3 separate regions of the Mus musculus genome follow, and regions 1 and 2 are each linked to region 3. The links are chromatin contacts, called in public HiChIP or PLAC-seq maps. All regions are on one chromosome and are shown on one strand. Each heading gives the region's core, a stretch centred on a gene start, on an enhancer-like site or on the middle of the called end of the contact. The rest is flanking DNA. Distances are from core to core; before and after follow the strand shown. Region 1 overlaps Btbd11 (BTB (POZ) domain containing 11). Region 2 overlaps Btbd11 (BTB (POZ) domain containing 11). Region 3 has its middle 25 kb from the start of Cry1.

Region 1 (3,064 bases), core at 358-2,857, 360 kb after region 3:
TGTGAGGCACTTTGTAGACAGAGTGCAGTATCACCCTCACATCCTTGACTGCAAACAAAAAATATTAAACTGATAGTAAGGAAAGAATTCTTATTCATATTCTAGCAAACATAGCCCACTCACTATATATAAAATTGATGCATAATAATTATATCTATTTACAAGGCACGATGAGATTTTGATCCATATCCATATATATGTGTGTGTGTGTGTGTGTGTATGTATATATATATATATATATATATATATATATATATATATATATATATATAAAACAAAAGAATTACGCCGCTTTGGGCACTCTGGAGCTATAGCACTTGCATTGGTATCCTGACTTTCACCCTCATTGACTGAGTGATCTTGGATAAGTTACTTAGCCACTCTGAGCCTCGCTTTCCTGGACTATAATAGAAGCTGAAGAAGCTTTGCACATTGATTCATTTAAAGCACTTTAAAGGTCTCAGCCCACATTAGAAACAATGGCCAGCACCACCTTGCTGTCTGTGGTGTCTATCAGTGAGCTTGAAGCAGGCTCAAGGATTTGAATTGCCTGGGAATCTTGTTAAAATGTAGATTGAATTCATTAGGCCTGAGGGGTGGGGCTTAAACTTTTTCTTTCTAACTAGCTCCCCCACCACGTACCCCTCCCCCATGAAGCTGTTGGGCCTGGGCATCACTCTAACAAGGTATTACCATTCTTTTTGTTTAATTTTTGCTCAGTGTTTATACCAACCTCTGTTTTTTAAGCTACATGCAAACAAGAATTAAGTTTTTGTAGGGCTACATCTGCCGGTGATGGGGCTTTGGGGATTCTTGGTGCCTGATAAACATCCCAGTGAAGGCTAGCTCCAGTCTCCATTCTCAGTACCCCAGGAGCCCTCTGCAGCTTACCTGATGTGGCAATGTCCAGACAGGGCCAGCCAGCTCTAGAGCCACCAGCAAAAAACAGCTCTCAAGTTCATGATCACCTGCACCTTCCCCAAGGTGGCCTGGTGTCTCTACGCAGCTCAAGGCTAGCAAATTAATGCAGAGCTGCCAAAGGATAGATAAGGCAGTATTTGACAGGGACCATCCCTGGGGACAGCATCCAGGCAATTGGGACTTCGCCAGCATCTGGGCTGTTGACATCTGCAGCATCAAGACTTGTTAAGCAGCTTTGGCTGAGTTATCTAGGGAATTTACCTAGGGAGAGGGACAGCTTGTGCCCACCAGTGACACGCTGAGGGGCAGGCTCAGCCTTAAGAACAGCACGTGTTCCCAGCATGCAGGAATAGCCTAACTGCCAGCATGCGTGACACTCATTCCTCTCAAAGGCCAGGTCTCTTCTGGATCGGCTCCATTGGACACCAGATGAGGGTCGTGAGGTCTGACATCAGCTTTCCCTTGTTTTGTAGGAAAAGACTACTTTTGCTTATTAATTCTGTAATTTGTATGTGTGTATACGAGTGTGTTTGTGTGCGTGCATGTGTGTAAGCATGCCTCTGTGTGTGTATATATGTGCGTGTGTGTGTGTATGCACACATGGGTGTGGATGTATATAGAGGTAAGAGGCTGACTGTGGTTGCCTTTCATTCTTCAGGCACCATTGACCTTGTGCTAGCCACCTGGGTGGTTTCCTCACTCATTTTGATCCTTTGTTTGGAGATGGAATCTCTCACCAACTAGTCCAGGCTTGCTGGCCAATGAGCTCGAGGATCCTTCTGCCTCTGCCTCCCTAGCACTGGAGTTACGCACATACATTGCCATCTGGATATTTTTACATGGATTCTAAAGGTTAACTTCAGAACCTCATGCTTGTGAGGGCATCTATATTATCAACCGAGCCATCTCTCAGTCCATGAAACCTTACTTTTATAACACAAAGACTCACAAACTAGAGCTGCCCAGCCCCTTCCAGTAATCCCTACCCATGGGTGGGTGTTTAAATTTAAATGAAAGAGAATCAAATTCAAACCAAAGAGTCAGTGCCCCGCCATAGTGAGTCTAGCCTCCTTTCAGATGCTTGGTAGCTGGTGTGGCCTCGCAGGGGAACTGGCTGGTTCTTGTGATGGACAGTGGGGACCTAGGACATCACCATCACCACAGAAGTTTCTGTGAGACTCAATGCAAGCAGCAGTTTAGGACAGCAGCCAGAGAGCTCCTCCTCCTTCCCAAGCACCATGAAAGGAATCTTTCCAGGCCCAGACTGAGCTACCTGCTGAATTGCGCCATGATGCCCCTTTGATCATCATACAGCTGAGATCAGTTGTATTTTAATTTTTTAAAAAACTGGCATTCATAATGATGGGTTTCATTATGCCATTTTCATATATGCAGGTCACATACTCTGCCCATATCCGCACATTACCTTCTGTCCTTCTCCCTTCCTGAGGTCCTGCTTTCCAAATGGTCCTTCTCTACATTCATGTCTCATATACATATATTGCTCTAGTCTAATTTTCCCATAGGAAAGAAAACATGATATTAGGTCTTCCTGGATCTGGCTTACTTTGTTAACATGATGATTTCCACGTCTGTCTACAAATAATTCATGATCTCTTCTTTATGGCTGGATGAAACCCTGATGTGAATAAACACCACATTTCCCCATCCATTTGCCTATTCGGCTAATTCCATCTCCAGACTGCTGTGAGCAGCGTTGTGAGTGTGAGTGTGAAGCAGCTTTGTGGTGTGTGGATTGAGAGCCCTTCCAGTGCACAACTAGGGATGGTTTGGCTGAGTCATACAGCAGCCCTGTTCTAAGGTTTTGAGGAACCTCCGTACCAATCCAGTCATTGCTACACCATTTTACACTCTTGCCCACCCGACGTGAATGGCGGCTCCTCCCTCTCCACATCCTGGCCAGCATTTGCTGTTTGTTTTCTCTCTGTTAGCCACCCTAACTGAAGTGAGATGGACTCTTTGATTTTACAACGTCCCTGAAGGCTATGGATAGTAAACACTTTTATTTTTCATATATGTGTTAGCTATTTGTGTTTCTTTTGAAAACTTTCTGTTCAACTCACCTGCCCACTATTATTTCTATTAATTGGGTAATTAATTATATTTATTAATTGGATGATTT
Region 2 (2,859 bases), core at 335-2,834, 300 kb after region 3:
ATGACCCTGGCCCAGCCACAGGCAGCTCCAGACAGTCCAGACTCTGCCACAGGTCTAAGATCTGAATGGATTGCAGATGGCTTCCCCACAGGCATCAGACTCTCACATGCAGAAAGGGGTTGAAATGAGCATGCTCAGCGGCTCCCCATTCTGGGTTTGCAGTTGAACACTCTACCAGACAGCCTGGGTTGGAATCATGGATTTGCCCTTTGGTTGGTATTTGACAAGATATCTAACTCGACACACTGATCTCTAAAATGGGCACAGTGCTAGCATGCACTCAGTGGGTTTTCTTTGAGTAGTTTATGAAGTGATCTGTGTCCTGTTGATCACATTTTTCAGTGGCAGGCAATGAGAATACAATTCATTGAGAATACAATAGATCTATATGATCCATATGAAGAGGCTGTCACTGTTAAATTCATTAGAGAGAGAGAGACAGAGAGAGATAGAAAGAGAGAGAGAATAAGGAGGAGGAGGAAGGAAACAGAGAAACCAAAAAAGAGAGAGAGAGACAGAGAATGCATGTATGCATGTGTGTGTGAGAGAGAGAAACAGAGACAGAAGTAAAGACAGAAACAGTGCATGCATGTGTGTGAGAGAGACACAAAGCATGCATGTGTGAGTGTGTGTTTGGAGAGAGAAAGAGGCAGAGCAAGTGCATGTGTGTGTGAGAGAGACAGAGACACAGAACATGTGTGTGTGAGAGAGGGGACAGACAGAGACAGACCATGCATGTGTAACTGTGCATTTGAGTGTGAGTGTATGTAGTATATGTGAATGAGTGTGTGTGTGTGTATATAAGTATGTATGTGAGTGTGTGTGTGTATGTGTGTGGTGTGTGTAAGTGTATATATGAGTGTGTGGTGTGTGATGTGTGAGAGTGTGTGTGTAAGTGTGGTGTGTGTGTGGTATGTGTGAGTGTGTGTGGTGTGTGTGAATGTGTGTGGGGTGTGAGTGTGATATGTGTGAGTGTGTGTGTGTGTGTGTGTGTGTGTGTGTGTGTACTTGGAGGTTAGAGGAGGACACTGGGTTGGCCGTTCTGCTCTAGCTCTCTCCCTTTTCCCCTGAGGCAGGATCTCTCACTGAACCTGCAGCAAAGCAGCAGTGGGCGAACCCCAGCAGCCTCCCGTGTCCAACCCCACACCGCCCGTGGGATCGCAGGTGTATGCACAGCTGTGCTTCTGCACTTCTGATGTAAATGCTGGAGATTCAAACTTGGATCCTTGTGTTTGTGCACCAAGCTGTTTACCCACTGCCCTTGATTCATTCTTTTTTTTTCTTTCTTTTCATTTCTTCTTTTTTGCTTATTTGTTCTTCTACGATCTCAGATATACATATACATAAACATACACATATACATGAAATGTTCTTTGATCAAAGTTGCCTCATCCTCTCTTATCCCTCCCCCCCCCCCACACACACACCTTCCTAATTCTCTTTATGTCTCTGCCTTTGTCCCTGTCTCTGTCTCTCTCCACCCCCAATCCCTTGCTTTTCATTACAATTACTTGCATAAGTTTGGGTAGGGGCTAGTTTACTTAACAAAAGTGAAGGACCAGTGGCTACCCCTTGAGGTTATAGAACTCATCCTTTTTCCCCTGACACATTTGACTGCCTATAGCTCCTCAGGGAGGGGTGTGAGGTCTCCTGAGCCCCTCTCCCATCAGTGGTAGAAAGTTGATGAGCATATCCTATGCTAGTAGCCCCTTCTACAAAGGCAGCAACTTCATATGCTATAACTGCATACTATGATCATTAGTATGTCTTAGGTGCATTCTGTGGGGCTTAATAAATGCTAGGCTCCTTACTCCCAAAGCACCTGGTTGGGTAAGCCCTCCCAGGGTGCTACCCACATTCTGGCCTAAGGAAGGCTTGTGCTGGACCCTGTGATAACTGGGCTGCAGTTGTGAGGTGTAGAGATTCAGAAACCAGCATGGACACCGCCCTTCTCAGGCTTGGATGATCCCCATTTATCATCCAGCACAGAGCAGACTGCCATCTGCGAGGTCACCCCTGGGCCTTGTCACCCATTATGACTGCTAACTAATGACAAGATTAACTGCCCTTGGCCTGGTGGCACCTCTCCTAGTGCCAGGCCATGGCTGACTGAGCCCCAGATGGGTGGAGCTGTCCCTGCTCCTTGGGATGTTGGCCAGAGATGATGGGAAAACACCCAGAGCAGAGGCACGAGGAGAAAGCATTAAGCCATCTGGAAAGCTGGGCCCTGATGTCTCACCAGCCAGCTGGGGGACACGAGATATTTGTCTGACTGGGGAGGGAGGGTGAGATGTGGATGTCTTATTCTCAGAGGTATATTCCCTGGCACCTTAGAACAGTTGTCGCTGTCAGAGAGAACAGCTGTGGCCCACTGAGCATGCCAGGCTTGAAGAAGGCAGGTAATCAATAATAAATTGTTGAGTGGCATGATAGATGGGCAATAAGTGTCCAAGCTGAGCTCAGTACTTTCAGTGGGTTTCAAAAACAGCCACTACATGGGCCTAACAGGAAGTGTTACTGTCTATATTTATTTTACATGCAATAATTTATTTTTTTAAGCTCACCCTTTGGGTTTTTACTTAAGCTCTGTTAAATGACACTATTATCCCACTTTATGGAAGAGGAAACTAAGGCACACAGAAATAACTATCACAGTCATACAGCTAGAAAGTATAGTGTCAGGGATAAGAAGACTAGGTGCAAATGCAATTTTCTTCCAGAAAAGAAGTCTGCCTTCACTTCTTGGAACCTTGGGGTTTGGAACTATGACAGTTAGCTTTAACTGTCAACTTGACACAGTATAAAACCACTTGAGAATTCTCCACAAAGGCTTACCCATATTGGGTTGGCCTGTGGACA
Region 3 (2,921 bases), core at 145-2,644:
ATGTTCTATCATTCTCTGTCTTATCCACTTGGAACAGAGGTTTCTTTACTGAACTTGGTCACCATTTTGGTTACACTGGCTGGTCAGCAAGTCCCCGTGACGTTTCCTAAAGTGTTGGAGTTATAGGCCTGTGCAGCCATGCTGGGCTTTTCTGCATGGATGCTGGGTATCTGAGCATGGGTATCATATCATGCTTGTGCAGGAAGCATTGTACTTACTCACTGAGCCATCTTCCAAACCTTAGCTTTAGAACACAGTACATTCACCTAATTTGGTTTTGAAAAACAGTTGTACAGTTCATTCCAAAATATTCTCTCCTTATCTTTCATTTGTTTTTGAGATGGGGGCCTTTCATTGTGGGCTTCAAGGTCACTCTGCCTCCACCCTCCTGAGTGCCCATCCCAATTCTGATTTGCATTATAATATGTTTTAGGACTTGATTGTTTGTGACTTTTAAATATATATCACCTTTTATCCCTTTCTTCCTTCCTCTTCACCTTCATTCTATTCTTTGTTTATTTGTTTTGTTCTGACTCTTTGAGATAGGATCTCCTGTAGCCCAGGCTGGCCTTGAATTTGTTATGCAGCAGAGGATGAGGGCAGCCTTGATCTTCTTGCCTCCCCTTCCCAAATGTTTGGATTTCTTGGCCTCACCATATTACCATATCTGACTGTCTGATTGTTTCTCTTTTAAAATCAATTTCTCAGTATCAATTAATTACAGATGGTCAGAGATTTGTTGAGACTATTTCATGGTTAATGCAAGTCACTTTTCCCCCACAGGTTATTCCATAGAGCTTGAAAAGAATGAGGTAAATATTACATCAGGCTTGTTCATGGCTAGCAAAAACATTTTCCGAAGCTTACTGATCTAGTTGTTTTTGTAACCATATACTTTTCTTGGATCTAATCTCTTGGCTTGTTGTATAGGATTTTTGTGTTTACTCTGCTTCATGGTTGTGCCTCTCCTGAAGCACTATTTGGATCCTGTTTGATACTGCAGAAATACATGTGTTGAGTGTATCTTGCCACGCCATGTGAAATCACCATGTGAAAGACTTGATGACTTGACCCTGCATGTATTATGCTGCTTCCTCACCAGGTCAGCTTTGTATCTTTTCCATTCTGGAACCGAGGCTGGAGGAGCACCTCATGCTTGGAATAGATGTTGTATGGGGATGAAGAGAGCAGATCTACCAGAAAGATAACAAAGCTTCAATTTGGACAAGACATACAACATTTCTGTGCACATGCCATTAAGCAAGCAATCTGCATGGTCAGGCCTGATGTCTTGGAGACTGGGGTGAAAAGGTCAGCTCAGAAACTTTGGGAAGGTCATGGAACTCTTGCCTCTCTGGAAGGGAGAGGCTAATTAACATTCGTCAGACCACAGGGCGGGAACTGACCTGCCCATGGGGACACATTCCACAGGACGGACCAGTTCCCACCTTCAGACAAGGGAAGACTTTGTCACCTCATTCCCTAAAGACCAATCAGTTTAAAGGGTGCACTGTTCCACCAATCATACTGTGCCTAGTTGCTGATGCTCTATTCTGCCTCTGGAAACCATATAAAAACTTGCTGACCAGGTGCTAGGGGTCACCACCTCTCCTTTGAGTCTGGGACGAACCCAGTGCACTGGAACAATAAATTCCTCTTGCTTTTTGCATTGATCTTGACTCCACATGGTTCACTCAAGGGGTCCCCAGTAAGCTAAGGCTCCCTGGAGTCTTACAGAGGAGTTATCATCCTCTCACAGGGAGGGAGAGAAGAAGTGTAGGAAACAGCCACACAACAACCCTGCCTCTTGGTTATCTTTGAGTAGCCTCTGCACAGAATTGCTTGTAAAAGTAACTTTTATTCACCTGACGTAAATGTTGTCTGAAGCTTACTGCAGAGTAAGCTCACCCTTTCTAGTTCATTCTAAACTCTGGCTGCCTGGTTTGACTCAGCTGTTCTGGTTCAAATGCCTCTCCAAGCGACTGATTCTGAAAGAAAGAAAACTAAATTCAAGACTTCAAAGCCCTAGCCAGAATGTTTATTCAAGGTCCATGACTCATGTGGCTTGCTAGTTAGGAGGGCTTTTGGGCTTAGAGCAAAGAACAAAAGCTGTAAAGTCATCCCAGGAACCAACTAGCCATAAAGATAGGGAAGACATACAAGAAATCCGGACTGGCCCAGCGCCTCCCTATCTCCCACCCTTCTGACCGGTTAAATGTTAACCAGATGCTCTGCTGTTACCTTGATCTGCATGTAGAGTCTGTTGATATTTAAATGAACCAATCATGTGAAACCGTGCCAATTCCTCCCCCAGCCCCAGACCCTTTTCTATAAAAGCCCCTAGCTTTCAAGCCTCGTGGTCGAATCCACTGTCTCCTGTGTGAGTTACGTTTTGACCCGGAGCTCGGCCATTAAACTACCTCGTGTATTTACATCAAGACGGTCTGTTCATGATTCTTTGGGTGCACGCCGAATTGGGAATTGAGTGGGAGTTTCCCCACTAGGTTCTTTCAATTCAATCTGACTTCTCTCAGCTTCTCACTAAATTGCTTTGCTTGACCTCATATTAACTCTGGTAATTTGTTCTAATCTTCTGGATCCTTTCCTATTCTCTGGCTTCAGCTGCCTCTGCTGACCTGCACTGAACTGCATGGACTCAGGAGCGAACTCAGCTCTGCTGCACTGCACTCACTGCACTGAGTACACTGCATTCACTGTACTGCACTGCACTGACTACACTGCACTCGCCACACTGCACTCTGTGCACAACACTCGCTGCACTGACTACACTGCATTCACTGCACTGCACTCACTGCACTGCACTCGCTGAACTGATCCCCTGTTGACTCAGCCTCCAGCTCACGGATGAACTGACTGAACTGCCTTCATTCTCCCTGAACTGTTCTAAAATAGCTTTTCTC

What was found. HiChIP or PLAC-seq counts read pairs in DNA pulled down with a chosen protein or histone mark.
Region 1: an H3K27ac HiChIP or PLAC-seq map of embryonic stem cells shows a contact between it and region 3, with 3 times the contacts expected there. The contact joins two enhancer-like sites. A contact is called at or near these places in 4 of 484 Hi-C or Micro-C datasets (bone marrow-derived macrophages, embryonic stem cells and trophoblast stem cells), 5 of 115 datasets of contacts at active chromatin or transcription factors (embryonic basal ganglia, embryonic forebrain, embryonic stem cells and 1 more) and 1 of 9 other capture datasets (embryonic stem cells).
Region 2: a contact with region 3 is called in an H3K27ac HiChIP or PLAC-seq map of embryonic stem cells, with 5 read pairs. The contact joins two enhancer-like sites. A contact is called at or near these places in 1 of 484 Hi-C or Micro-C datasets (bone marrow-derived macrophages) and 4 of 115 datasets of contacts at active chromatin or transcription factors (bone marrow-derived macrophages, embryonic basal ganglia and embryonic stem cells).

Annotation. Positions count from the first base shown.
Region 1 is chr10:85,570,009-85,573,072 of GRCm38.p6, forward strand. All of the region lies in intron 3 of Btbd11 (BTB (POZ) domain containing 11), which reads left to right. Among named protein-coding and RNA genes, the nearest start is that of Gm40731, 19 kb to the right of the region's middle. Within about 2 kb of position 1,608, at least 5 of the 459 cell types and tissues checked have an H3K27ac peak or open chromatin away from gene starts, as enhancers often do. A contact at or near this core is called in embryonic stem cells, where this site is marked.
Region 2 is chr10:85,506,332-85,509,190 of GRCm38.p6, forward strand. The region is part of intron 1 of Btbd11 (BTB (POZ) domain containing 11); the gene reads left to right. Among named protein-coding and RNA genes, the nearest start is that of Gm40731, 82 kb to the right of the region's middle. Within about 2 kb of position 1,585, at least 5 of the 459 cell types and tissues checked have an H3K27ac peak or open chromatin away from gene starts, as enhancers often do. A contact at or near this core is called in embryonic stem cells, where this site is marked.
Region 3 is chr10:85,208,942-85,211,862 of GRCm38.p6, forward strand. No RefSeq gene overlaps it. Among named protein-coding and RNA genes, the nearest start is that of Cry1, 25 kb to the left of the region's middle. Within about 2 kb of position 1,395, at least 11 of the 459 cell types and tissues checked have an H3K27ac peak or open chromatin away from gene starts, as enhancers often do. A contact at or near this core is called in embryonic stem cells, where this site is marked.